Regions from separate parts of the Sus scrofa genome. Here region 2 is linked to region 1. Evidence: chromatin contacts called from public HiChIP or PLAC-seq data. All regions are on one chromosome and are shown on one strand. Each heading gives the region's core, a stretch centred on a gene start, on an enhancer-like site or on the middle of the called end of the contact. The rest is flanking DNA. Distances are from core to core; before and after follow the strand shown.

Region 1 (4,998 bases), core at 626-3,125:
TTGTCCTGGGAGTCAGCACACAGCCTCAGCAGTCACTTGTACGTCCAGTGAGCAGTGGCCCAGCCCTGGCCCTTGCACAGGTCTCGGTGGCGAAGGAAACAGGCATGCACTCGGAACCGACGGCCGCAGTGGGGACAGGCGTGCAAGGCTCCTGCGTGGGTCTTCATGTGCTCCGTCAGATGGTGCTTCAGCTTGAAGCGCTTGTTGCAGACGCCACAGCCAAAGGGCCGAAGGCTGAAGGTCAGCATGATGTGCCGGTCACGCTTCGGCTTCACCGCAAACCGCTTCCCACACAAACAGCCAAAGCGCTTTCCATCTGCAGGCGGTGCCCCCCCCAGCTTCACAGGCCCATGCACAGCCTGCCCTGCTCCCCCAGGGCCCGCACCCCCCGACAGGATTTCATTCCCATGAAGATCCACCGGCTTCCAGGATGGACCTCCTCCTCCCGATGTTGACCCTGCGCCTGAGGGCAGCAAGAAGCCCAGCTCCCCGTTCCCTTCCACGTCCCCTGCAGGAAGCACTCCGGTCTCTTCCTTCGATCCTCCAGATTGCGTTCCGCCTCCTACTATCTCCTCCTTGGGCTCAAAGGGTTCCTGCTTAATGTAGAATATCTTGGGGGGCAGCGCAGTGTGAGGGGCAGGAGGCTCCAGCAGAGCGCTGTCACCCTCTGGAAGCCTGCGTGGAGTACTGGATGTGGGCAGCGTGTGGGATCCAGGAGGGCGGGGAAAGCTCCCTGATGCTCTTGGAGGCTGCGGAGTCTGAGAGGATGCTGCCGACCTCTGGCCCTCCTCTTCCTCCTCTTCTTCCTCCTCCTCCTCTTCCTCCACTTGAATCTGCAACACCTCTCCCAGTTCACTGCCGTCCCCTACGACGGGGCTCTCAGTAGAAGCCGAAGCCTGCGCTGGGGTCTGGAAAGAGGAAGAGCGAATGCACCAGCCTCCTGGAGAGGCTGTGGTGGAAAGAAGTGCGTGGAAAGGGGTGGCTGCCCGGGCTGAAAGTCCACCACCTGAGTTCTCCAGTTCTTTAAGAATTTCTGAGCACTGATCTACTACCTGCCACATCTGGAGGCCACTGGCCACAAGCAGGTGGGCTGGGAGGGCATCCAGTGGCAGACGGAGGCGCCCTGAATAAATGAGCTGCAGCAGCCCCTCGAAGGCATCGGCTTCAATGACACTGGGCAGAGTGAGCCGTGGCGCATCCCCCAAAAGCAGCTTGTCATGGAAGTAAGGAGAGGCAGCCGCCAGCACTGCTTTGTGTGCCCGAAGCTCGCGGCCCTGAACCAGGAGGGACACGTCACAGAACTTCCCCTCCAGCCGGTGGCGGTTCAGGGCTTCCAGCAGCAAGGAGCTGTGCTGGGGGAACTCGATCTGGATCGTCCGCGGGGCAGGGTTGCAGGCGGGGGAGGGGGCCCCGGGAGGCACAGGCGTCGAGGCAGCCATGGCCTCGTGGGTAAGAGATCTCCGAGGGTCGCGTACAGGCGACGGGGCAGGCCGGCGCGGGACGGACGCTAGGAAGGAGAGAAGGGTCGCGGGAGCCGTGCTGGGGGCACCGCGTCTCCCCGAATGCCCCCGCACTGCCCCGCAGAGGAAGCCAAAACAGTCTCCACGCCAAAGCACCGACCGCGGCTTTAACCTCAAGGCCTGGGGGGGGATGAATCCTTCGGCCACGAGCCGGGATCGCCGGCCGGGTCGGCTCCCGCCCGCCGCTTCGCTCCCACTCGTGCGCTCAGACTGCCCGGCTCCCAGGCGGTCGCCGCCGGGGAGACCACGAGCGCCGGCCAAGTTCCCGCCGCCACGCCCCCGCCGCTACACACGCGGCCCCCGCGGCGTCCCGAGCGCCTCTACAGCCACCTCGCCGCCCCGACCGGAAGTCGCCGCCTCCCCGCCGGACGCCGACGCAGAGGGCGGGGCCGGAGCTGCAGCCAATCGGGGAGCGCCGATCTACAAGCCTCGCACTGATTGGTTGTACGGGAGAGGGCGATGAGGGTGGGAGACCGCGGCTTCCACCCGGACGGCAGGTCTGGAGGCCCAGCCGCAGAACGGCGCACCCCGACGGAGTGAGCGACCCGGGAGCCTTTCCGGTAATTAGATGTAGCGCCCCCCTCCGGCAGGTGCTGAGAGGGCGCGACCAAGTGGCACCCGCAGTATGGGCTAGGGAATGCTCCCCATCACCTTGTACCCTCGCCCCCGGCCACCTGCGAGATAGGTGTTGCCAATCCTGAGTCTCCTCGGGGGAAATCGCGAGCGGCGGGCCTGGGGTTGGAACCCAGATCCGCCAAGGAACCACAGTCTTTTCCCCATTACGCACGGGAGCATTCTAACCAGCAGTTAAATAAATTTCCCTTTCTAGGTGATTGTTTTGAGGTGTGCGTAAACATATACTTGGCATCTTTTATAAGGGAATGCTATGTTCCTTGACCTCTTTACTCGGGTTAAGTGGTGCAGTGGTGAGGGGAGATGGACTGGGTAAGCTGGGCCAGTGCAAAGCCCCCTCCCTCAGACAGTAAGTCTCCTCGCTGGTTGGGATAGGGATATCCTAGGGGAAGCCTGTGGCACCACGCAGGGACATAGAGTTGCTCCCAGGCTGTCAACATTCCCTTCAAAAAGCAGATCCTATCGCTCTGCTGGTCCTCCTAGAGGTCCCGGCCTAGGAAAGTCAGCGCAGCGATAAAAGAACAATCTCCGTTTATTAAACATGATTTTTGTTTCACCACACACTCCAGAAAAAAAGGAAATGGGGCTGGGAGTGGAGAAAAAGAGGCAGTGGTGGGGGATAGAGTAGTCTGGGGGTAGGGTGGGGTGGGGAGGGAGAACGAGAAAACAAAATAAAACAGGTAGGAAGAATATCTCCTACCCTTAGGGTGTGGGTGGGGAGGAAAGTCTGGGGGGCAGGGGGCCAGGAAGCTCTGTACAGAGGGGTCGCCCCCAGCCCACACACACACACCCCGGATATGTACAGTACAAACCCCAGATAATTACAACAGCCAAAGAGAAGAGGAAGGGGGAGTCCAGGGGTAGGATCTGAGGTTGGGAAAGCGAGGAAAGGGCACAGGGATAAAATTTCACATATTTACAACTTTTATATAAGTATAAATTTGGCCCCGGCTGGGTGTAGGTGTGTAGGGGATGGGACTGAAGGGGAACTGTCCATACAAAAGAAAGAAGAGTGGAGTCTGGGAAGAGTCTCAATACCAAACGCAAGAAGGGGTGAGGGACTAGGCTGGGGAGGGGGCGGCAGTCGGGGAAAAGGGGATGCCAAGGAGGGGCCTCTTCCCTCCTGTGACCTAGCCCCCCCAAACCCCATCCACCCTACCTCCCCTATCCCGCCAGAGAGCTATGTACAGAGAAACACCGAAAAATTGTGGAGCTGGCGGGAGGGAGGAGGAAGGGGATTGGGGAGGGGGGGGAGGATGAGAGGGAAGCCCAGCCCAGTCCTGCCTCCCCCCCGGGGACAGAGTCATGGAAGGGGGCCCCCAACACCCCTCCTCCAACACAGGTTCCCCCACCCTGGGGGAGAGAGACATGGCTTTTCCTAGAGTAAGTTCCCCCTCCCCCTGGGAGTAGAGACCAAGCAGAGAGGGGCAGGGGCAGGGGGGCTGTGTGTGCCAGGGGAGTTCTCCCCTACAGACACCCCCTCCCAAACCCTAACCCCTCACCCTAACCTCAACTGTGCCCCACCCAACACACTGGGGGAGGGGGGGGCATAAGCCCCCTCACCCCGCTCTGGGACCAGCCAAGAGCAGATCAGGTATGGGAAGAAGGGGAGACCACCCCCATTCCCCCCTGGCCGCCCCCTCCCTGCCCCGGTGGCCCCTCCACCCCATCTGGGTTCTGGGTGGGGAGGAAGTAAATTTGAGAGTGGGAAGAGGAGAAGGGGTTTGTGCGTGCTGAGCCCCCCCAGACGCTCCTGAGAAATCAAGGGGTAACAGGGCCCCCTCACCCGGGGTCCCCTCCCCATAACAAGGGGGACAGGGGAGGCCAAAATGGGGCGGTGGAGGGGAGTTAGATTGTCAGCTCTGGTTACTGCTAAAAAATCACCCTGAAGTTGAAAGTTTGGAGGTGCCACGCCCCCAGGGTGGGGCGAGGGTGTCCCCCAGTGCTCAGGGGACTATTGAGGCAGAGGATGGGGATAGCACCCCAGAGTGAAGGGGTCTGTATGGGGTAGGTGGTGTCCTGGGGGTCAAAGGGGCAGCACCCCAACAGGAAGGAAAAGGGGGCAGCCAAGGGTTCCTGCTCTCCCTCCTGGAGATGGTGCAGTGGGGGTGGGGCCAGGTGCCCCCAGGGGCCCTTCAGGGAGGCAATCCCGAGGTCCCTCGGCGACGTCCGGTCCTGGTGGTGGGTGCTGCTCCAGGGTGGGGTGCACGGGGAGCCTGTGATGCTGGGTGGGCTAGTGTTCTGCGGTGTTTCGGAACTCGCCGTTCTCGGTGATCTGCAGCCGGGGTGGGGGGGCGGGGCTGGGGGGGCCAGGCCGTTCCAAGGGGGTGCCAGCGTCACACGCGGGTTTGCTGGACCCAAGGGGGGAAGCTGCCTCTCCTGCAAGACACCAAAGAGTGGAGCGCGGACTTATTGAGACGCTTCGCGGGGGCCTGGGTGCCAGCCCCCTAGCAGTGGCTCCCCCACAGCCAACCCACTCCTTAAGCCACATCCACCCCGCCTCCCAGGACACCCCCACCCGCATCCTCCTAGTTTGTCCTCACCTGCAGAGCTGTTACATCTCCTGAGGCCGGGGAGAAGAGGCTCTCGCCCCTGACTCCTAACCAGGGCCTTCAACCCAGGGAGTCACACCAGGAAACCAGCAGGCTCCCATCTCACCCCCAACCTAAGCCTCGAAGCTTCTGACCTGAGGTGGGAACTTCGCGTCCAGGGAACAGGGGAGGCAGTTCAGCAAAACCTCATTAATCCAAACCCACGGGGTTTGGAATTCTTTCATAATTTGAACAAAAACTGGGCCTGAGTTTTCCTTCATCTGTGAAGAAAGGGTGTGCTAAGCAGATGAATG
Region 2 (5,319 bases), core at 2,457-4,956, 50 kb before region 1:
TCAGGGGACCACCAGTCACGCTTGTCTCCTGCTGGGACAGTGTCCCCCACAGCTCACACACAGGGCTTTTCATTCTAGTTCTGTGCTGCACGGGAGTCCCTGTGGGGACTGAGCCAGGGGGATAAAAATAACAAGCATGGGGGCGTTTAGATGTTCCAAAATCGACAAAGTCTTTCCAGCCCGGGGCACTCTGTTTTCTGACACCCTTCCAGAACGGTCACATGGAAGGCCTAAAGCACTCGGGCTTCTCTTTCACTCCCCTGACCCCTGGTGGCGTCTTGCCAGTCTCCTGGGCCCTCCACCCAAGTTTTCGGAGTCCTAGCAGTTCCAGGGAGAGGGCCCTGCAGCCGTGGTGGCCACAGGACCCCCAGCGCCACCCCACAATCTGCTGCCGTTAAAGTTCTAGACAACATTTATGGGACACACTACGTGCCGGGCTTTCTGCCGAGAACTGATCACACATGCCCAACCAGCAGGCCTTGCGGCTGGTGATCGGCGGGGGCCCTCAAACTCCCACTTTACAGATAAGGAAACTGAGGTACCTGCCCAGAGTCATCAGATGGGAAGGGTGGGGAGCTGGCCCTTGCCGCCAGGATACTGGCTCGAGGTCAGGCCGGAGAGGTGGGGGCTGGAGCGGTTAGTCTCCAGCCCGTCCTCGCGCTGGGGGATGGGGGGGCGCCCATCAGCCCGGCGGTCAGTTACCGCGCGACCGCGCTGAGGAGGGCGGGAGTGGGGCGGGCCGCCCGGGTCCAAGATGGCCGCCGCGGCGTCGAGCGCTCTCTTGTGGGCGGAGCCTCGCGTCCCCTCCACTCCCTCCCGGCGGGGCCTGGAAAGGGGCGGTTGGGGAGTGGCTGGACCTGTGGCCTCTGCCTTGTAGGAAGGGCGTTGGAAGGCTATCCTGAAGGGCGTAGGGAGCCCCAAAAGGTTTGGGCCTGTGTCTAGGCCGGCTCCTTCCACTCCACCCTTCCTTCTGCCGGGAGGAAGTTTCCAGAACAGAAATCTAATTCCGGAGTTGTGAGGCCTGTGATATTAGAAGGGACAGAATGAGGCAGGGGCTGTGAGGGGACAGGGAGCAACGGGTTCTGCGGGCACCGAGGAAGTTCAATCCAATTCATCCCCAAATGCGTGGTTCTTCTGAAATTGTAGCTTCGTCTCCTCGGAAGGGGTCTAGCTAGATTCCTGGGTCAGTAGCCACGGGAGGGGCATGTTCGGGGTCCTAGCTCAGCCTTTTCAGGGTCAGTGTAGACACCTGCCCAGCGCCTCCCCGCCCCTGCCCTGCAGGTCACCTTGATGTGTCTGCTATTTGAACACCTCTGAAGAAAATGTGCTTTAGGTCACTGGGTGTCCATCCAAATGAGAAAATCCTCCCTTTGCCCAAACTACTCATTACGTTGTTTGAAAAAGTTTTTATGACCTAACCATCTGAAAAGCATTAAAATAAATGAAAATTAATTCATTAGTTAATTAAAATAAATAAAACCACAATATTCTGCTGCAGTTGTACACATCACAGATGTACATGCCCAGATCAAAGACAGTTGTAAAATCTGATTTAGTTCAATCCAAGCAGAACAGGTGTGTGAGTGTGTGAGAGAGAGAGACAGAAAATGGAGTTATCAAAGATTGCTGGAGGTATCTAAATGTCAAAGACCAGAAGGTCAGCAAAACCCAGTTTATGGGACATTGTCATCAATTGCTGAACATGTTAAAAATGTAAACACACACACACACACACACATACACAAAGATGAACACCAGGAGTTCCCACTGTGGCTCAGGGTTAAGAACCTGATATACTGTCCTTTGGATCCCTGACCTTTCTTAGTGTTTAAGGATCCAGTGTTGCCTCCAGCAGCAGTGTAGGTCACAGATGTGGCTCGGATCTGGGGTTTCTGTGGCTGTGGCAGAGGTCTTAGCTGCAGCTCTGATTCTATCCTAGCCCAGAAACTTCCAAATGCCCGCAGGTGCAGCTGTTAAAAAAAAAAAAAAAAAAGGTAAACAGCAGGAGTTCCCGTCGTGGCGCAGTGGTTAACGAATTTGACTAGGAACCATGAGGTTGCGGGTTCGGTCCCTGGCCTTGCTCAGTGGGTTAAGGATCCGGCGTTGCCATGAGCTGTGGATCCCGCGTTGCTGCGGCTCTGGTATAGGCCGGCAGCTACAGCTCCAATTAGAATCCCTAGCCTGGGAACCTCCTATATGCCACGGGAGCGGCTCAAGAAAAAGGCAAAAAAAAAAAAAAAAAAAAAAAGTGAACATCAGAACACCAGACTGCTGGGATATAGAAGAGAAGAGGAGGGATTTGGCCCAGCAGGTAATAGGAACAAAGAGCAGTGGTCTGGCCTACTGGAAGGAGATCGCTGGCAAATTGTATGGATGATTCAAAAGACGGGCAGACTCTCCAGACCAAGATCAAGCGATGGAATAACATGGACACAAACTGGACTTTTCTGAGAAAAGTCAAGAGCTGAAGAGACAAAACAGGATCTCCGTGCCCCTGGGGTGTGGGATCTGGCCGTGGATGCAGGAGGGCCAGGCTGCCTGTGAGGGTGAGAGTGTGCCTGTGTGTGTGTGTGGGGGGGGGTAATAACATTTAAGTGGAACCACAAGGAAATGAAAGCACCTCTCAGCTCCACTTATCTCTTCCTTTGCAATCTTGGCATCATTGCTGGTGCCCAGTGGCTCAAGTTTTCCCAGCCCTGGCTAAGAACACGATTCTTCAAAGTTTTCTGCTTCAGCATATCAGGCAGGGAACCTGCTGGGCAGAGTTCACGGCACAGAATTTTGTGATGATCGGCTGCATGGAAGCTGGGCTCACCAGCCTTCTCATTTTGACCTGACCTCTTTCTGACTGGACCTCTGACCCCACTAAGAGCAAAAGATGGTTAGGTTTCCTCAGGAGTGAGAACATTTGGCTTAATTCTCAGGAGGCCTGCAGCAGGGTGACTCTGGCATGACCAGCACCTCTGGAGTGTGGATGGTGCACAGGAGGCCCTGTGTTGGGTGGGATGGGGGCGGGGGGGTCCCTACAGCTCCTGAAAAAGATTTCCTGAGTGACACTGCTACCAGGCTGTGTGTGAGAAGGGCTGAGTGCAGGCTAAAAGCCAAACGCTCTCCTGGTAAGGAGGTGGGGTGGTCCCCCCTCCCTGGCTGTCATGTATAGTGTAACAGACCAGACTGTCTTCACATGACCTTGACTGGCCTGGACAATGGGCTGGCTAGGAGTGGCCTCCTCCCTTCTTTCAGTGCCAGGAGCCACACCCAAGTTCAGCTTCTTGCTGGAATGGGGGCTATTCTGTGCCCCCCTTCCAGGCTAGTTGGGGGCACAGTACTATCCCCAAGGCCTGAGGCATCTGGTTCCTGGCATGCTGGCACCCCAAATCCAGACTGTGGTGCCAAGCAGCCTGTGTTGCCTGACTGACAAGGCTGCTTTCTCATGCCAGCTCCACACGGACGCAGGGTGATGACAGGAAGGGCCTCCAGCTGGAAGCTGCCCCTAGCCCGGCTCGCTGACACTGGATGAGACCCAGCTCAGGGCCACGGCTGCCTCTCTTACTGACCTTGTTTTCCCCTTCCCTGGCAAAGCTGGGAGTCCCACAAGTTAACTCAGATCTGACACTTGACTTCCGTCACTGAAGAACCGCCCCCCACCCCCAACTCCTGTTGCAAGTCCAGATGCTTCTTACAGACCGGCTATAGAGCTGAGGTTCCAACAACCCCTTCCTCATTCCTCTGGTTTGGTTAATTGAACTTCTGCATGTTCAGGGGACTAGATTACCAGTTTCGTTTTTGTTTTTGGCCACCCCGTGGCATATGGAGAGTCCGGGCCAGTGATCAGATCCAAGCCACAGTTGTGACCTAAGGAGCCAGCTCACAGCAACGCTGGATCCTTAACCCACCAAGTGAAGCCAAGGATGGAATTCACATCCTCATGGATACTCGTCTGGTTCGTTACTGCCACCGTGGGACCTTCCTACATTATTTATTTTTTATGTCTCTTGGAAGCCTTGTAACTTGCCTGTGTCTGTTCGTTGTTGGTACGGCGAGTCCTCTTCTAGTGAGAGGGCTGCTGAATGGACCTATACTGTTCCTGATCCCCCTCTGTTGACAGGGAGCCTGGAAGTGCTTCTGGTCCCTGGGGAAAGATATTTCTACTGGTAGACGTTATCTGTTAAAAGGGGATGTTTCTGGGGAGTTCCCGTTGTGTGGCGCAGTGGAAAAAAATCTGACTAGTAACCATGAGTTTGCAGATTTGATCTATGATCTTGCTCAGTGGGTTAAGCATCTGGCATTGCCATGAGCTGTGGTGTAGGTCACAGACATGGCTTGGACCCTTCGTTGCTGTGGCTGTGATGCAGGCCGGCAGCTGTAGCTCTGATTCGACCCCTAGCCTGGGAACCTCCATATGCTGCAGGCTCCGCCCTAAAAAGAAAAAAAAAAAAAAGTGGGCTGTTTCTGAGCCTTCTGAATTATTGCCTTTCTCATGCCTGTAGTTCTGTCAGCAGGGTCCCAGGCCTGGGGCTGACTGGTGAGTTTCTAGGGTGGCTGCCCACTCCCACTGTCTTTCAGGTGATCCCAAAAGACACACAACAAAGATTCCTTCACAGGGATCACACTGCCTTTCAGGCTTCAGTATGTTCTGACCCCGGAGGAAGCACATTTCGCCAGCTTCTCCAAAGATTTGAAACGAGTCTTTAGCTCCTTTTATCACCATAACCCTGTAACAAAATGATTTCCTTAGATTAAATTTCGGGGGACATTAAGGTGGGGGCTGGAATTTGCCAGCCCCTCATACTTTGTAGTTAGAAAAGGAGTCCTTGGTATTCCCTGGTGGTTCAGCAGGTTAAGGATCTGGCGTTGTCACTGCTCTGGCTCTGGTTACAGCTGCTGCTTGTGTTAGATCCCTGGCCGGGGGAACTTCTGCATGCCGGGGTGTGCAGCCAAAAAATTAAACAAAATTTGGAGTTCCCGTCGTGGCTCAGTGGTTAACGAATCTGACTGGGAACCATGAGGTTGCGGGTTCGGTCCCTGCCCTTGCTCAGTGGGTTAACGATCCGGTGTTGCCGTGAGCTGTGGCGTAGGTTGCAGACGCCGCTCGGATCCCGCGTTGCTGTGGCTCTGGCGCAGGCCAGTGGCTACAGCTCTGATTCGACCCCTAGCCTGGGAACCTCCATATGCCGCGGGAGCGGCCCAAAGAAATAGCAAAAAGACAAAAAAAAAAAAAAAAAAAAAAAAAAAAAAAAAAATTAAACAAAATTTAAAATAAAAAGGAAAATCACAGATACAATGGATTTATTTGGGGGGGGCACACCTGCAGCATAT

The links. HiChIP or PLAC-seq counts read pairs in DNA pulled down with a chosen protein or histone mark.
Region 2: a contact with region 1 is called in an H3K27ac HiChIP or PLAC-seq map of alveolar macrophages. The contact joins the enhancer-like site here to the promoter of ZBTB9 in region 1. A contact is called at or near these places in 1 of 5 promoter capture datasets (liver), 21 of 47 Hi-C or Micro-C datasets (alveolar macrophages, blood, brain and 11 more) and 2 of 2 datasets of contacts at active chromatin or transcription factors (alveolar macrophages and skeletal muscle).

What each region holds. Positions count from the first base shown.
Region 1 is chr7:29,751,606-29,756,603 of Sscrofa11.1, reverse strand. It overlaps ZBTB9 (zinc finger and BTB domain-containing protein 9), which reads right to left and starts at 1,875. Exons shown (of 1, transcript XM_003128343.4): 1 at 1-1,875. The coding sequence starts at 1,439. The coding sequence ends at 33. SYNGAP1 (ras/Rap GTPase-activating protein SynGAP) reads right to left here. Exons shown (of 21, transcript XM_003128342.5): 20 at 4,451-4,532; 21 at 4,253-4,448. The coding sequence ends at 4,387.
Region 2 is chr7:29,803,183-29,808,501 of Sscrofa11.1, reverse strand. LOC102162214 (a long non-coding RNA gene) reads right to left here and starts at 680. Exons shown (of 4, transcript XR_002345648.1): 1 at 543-680. Within about 2 kb of position 3,706, at least 11 of the 83 cell types and tissues checked have an H3K27ac peak or open chromatin away from gene starts, as enhancers often do. A contact at or near this core is called in alveolar macrophages, mesenteric adipose tissue and retroperitoneal adipose tissue, where this site is marked.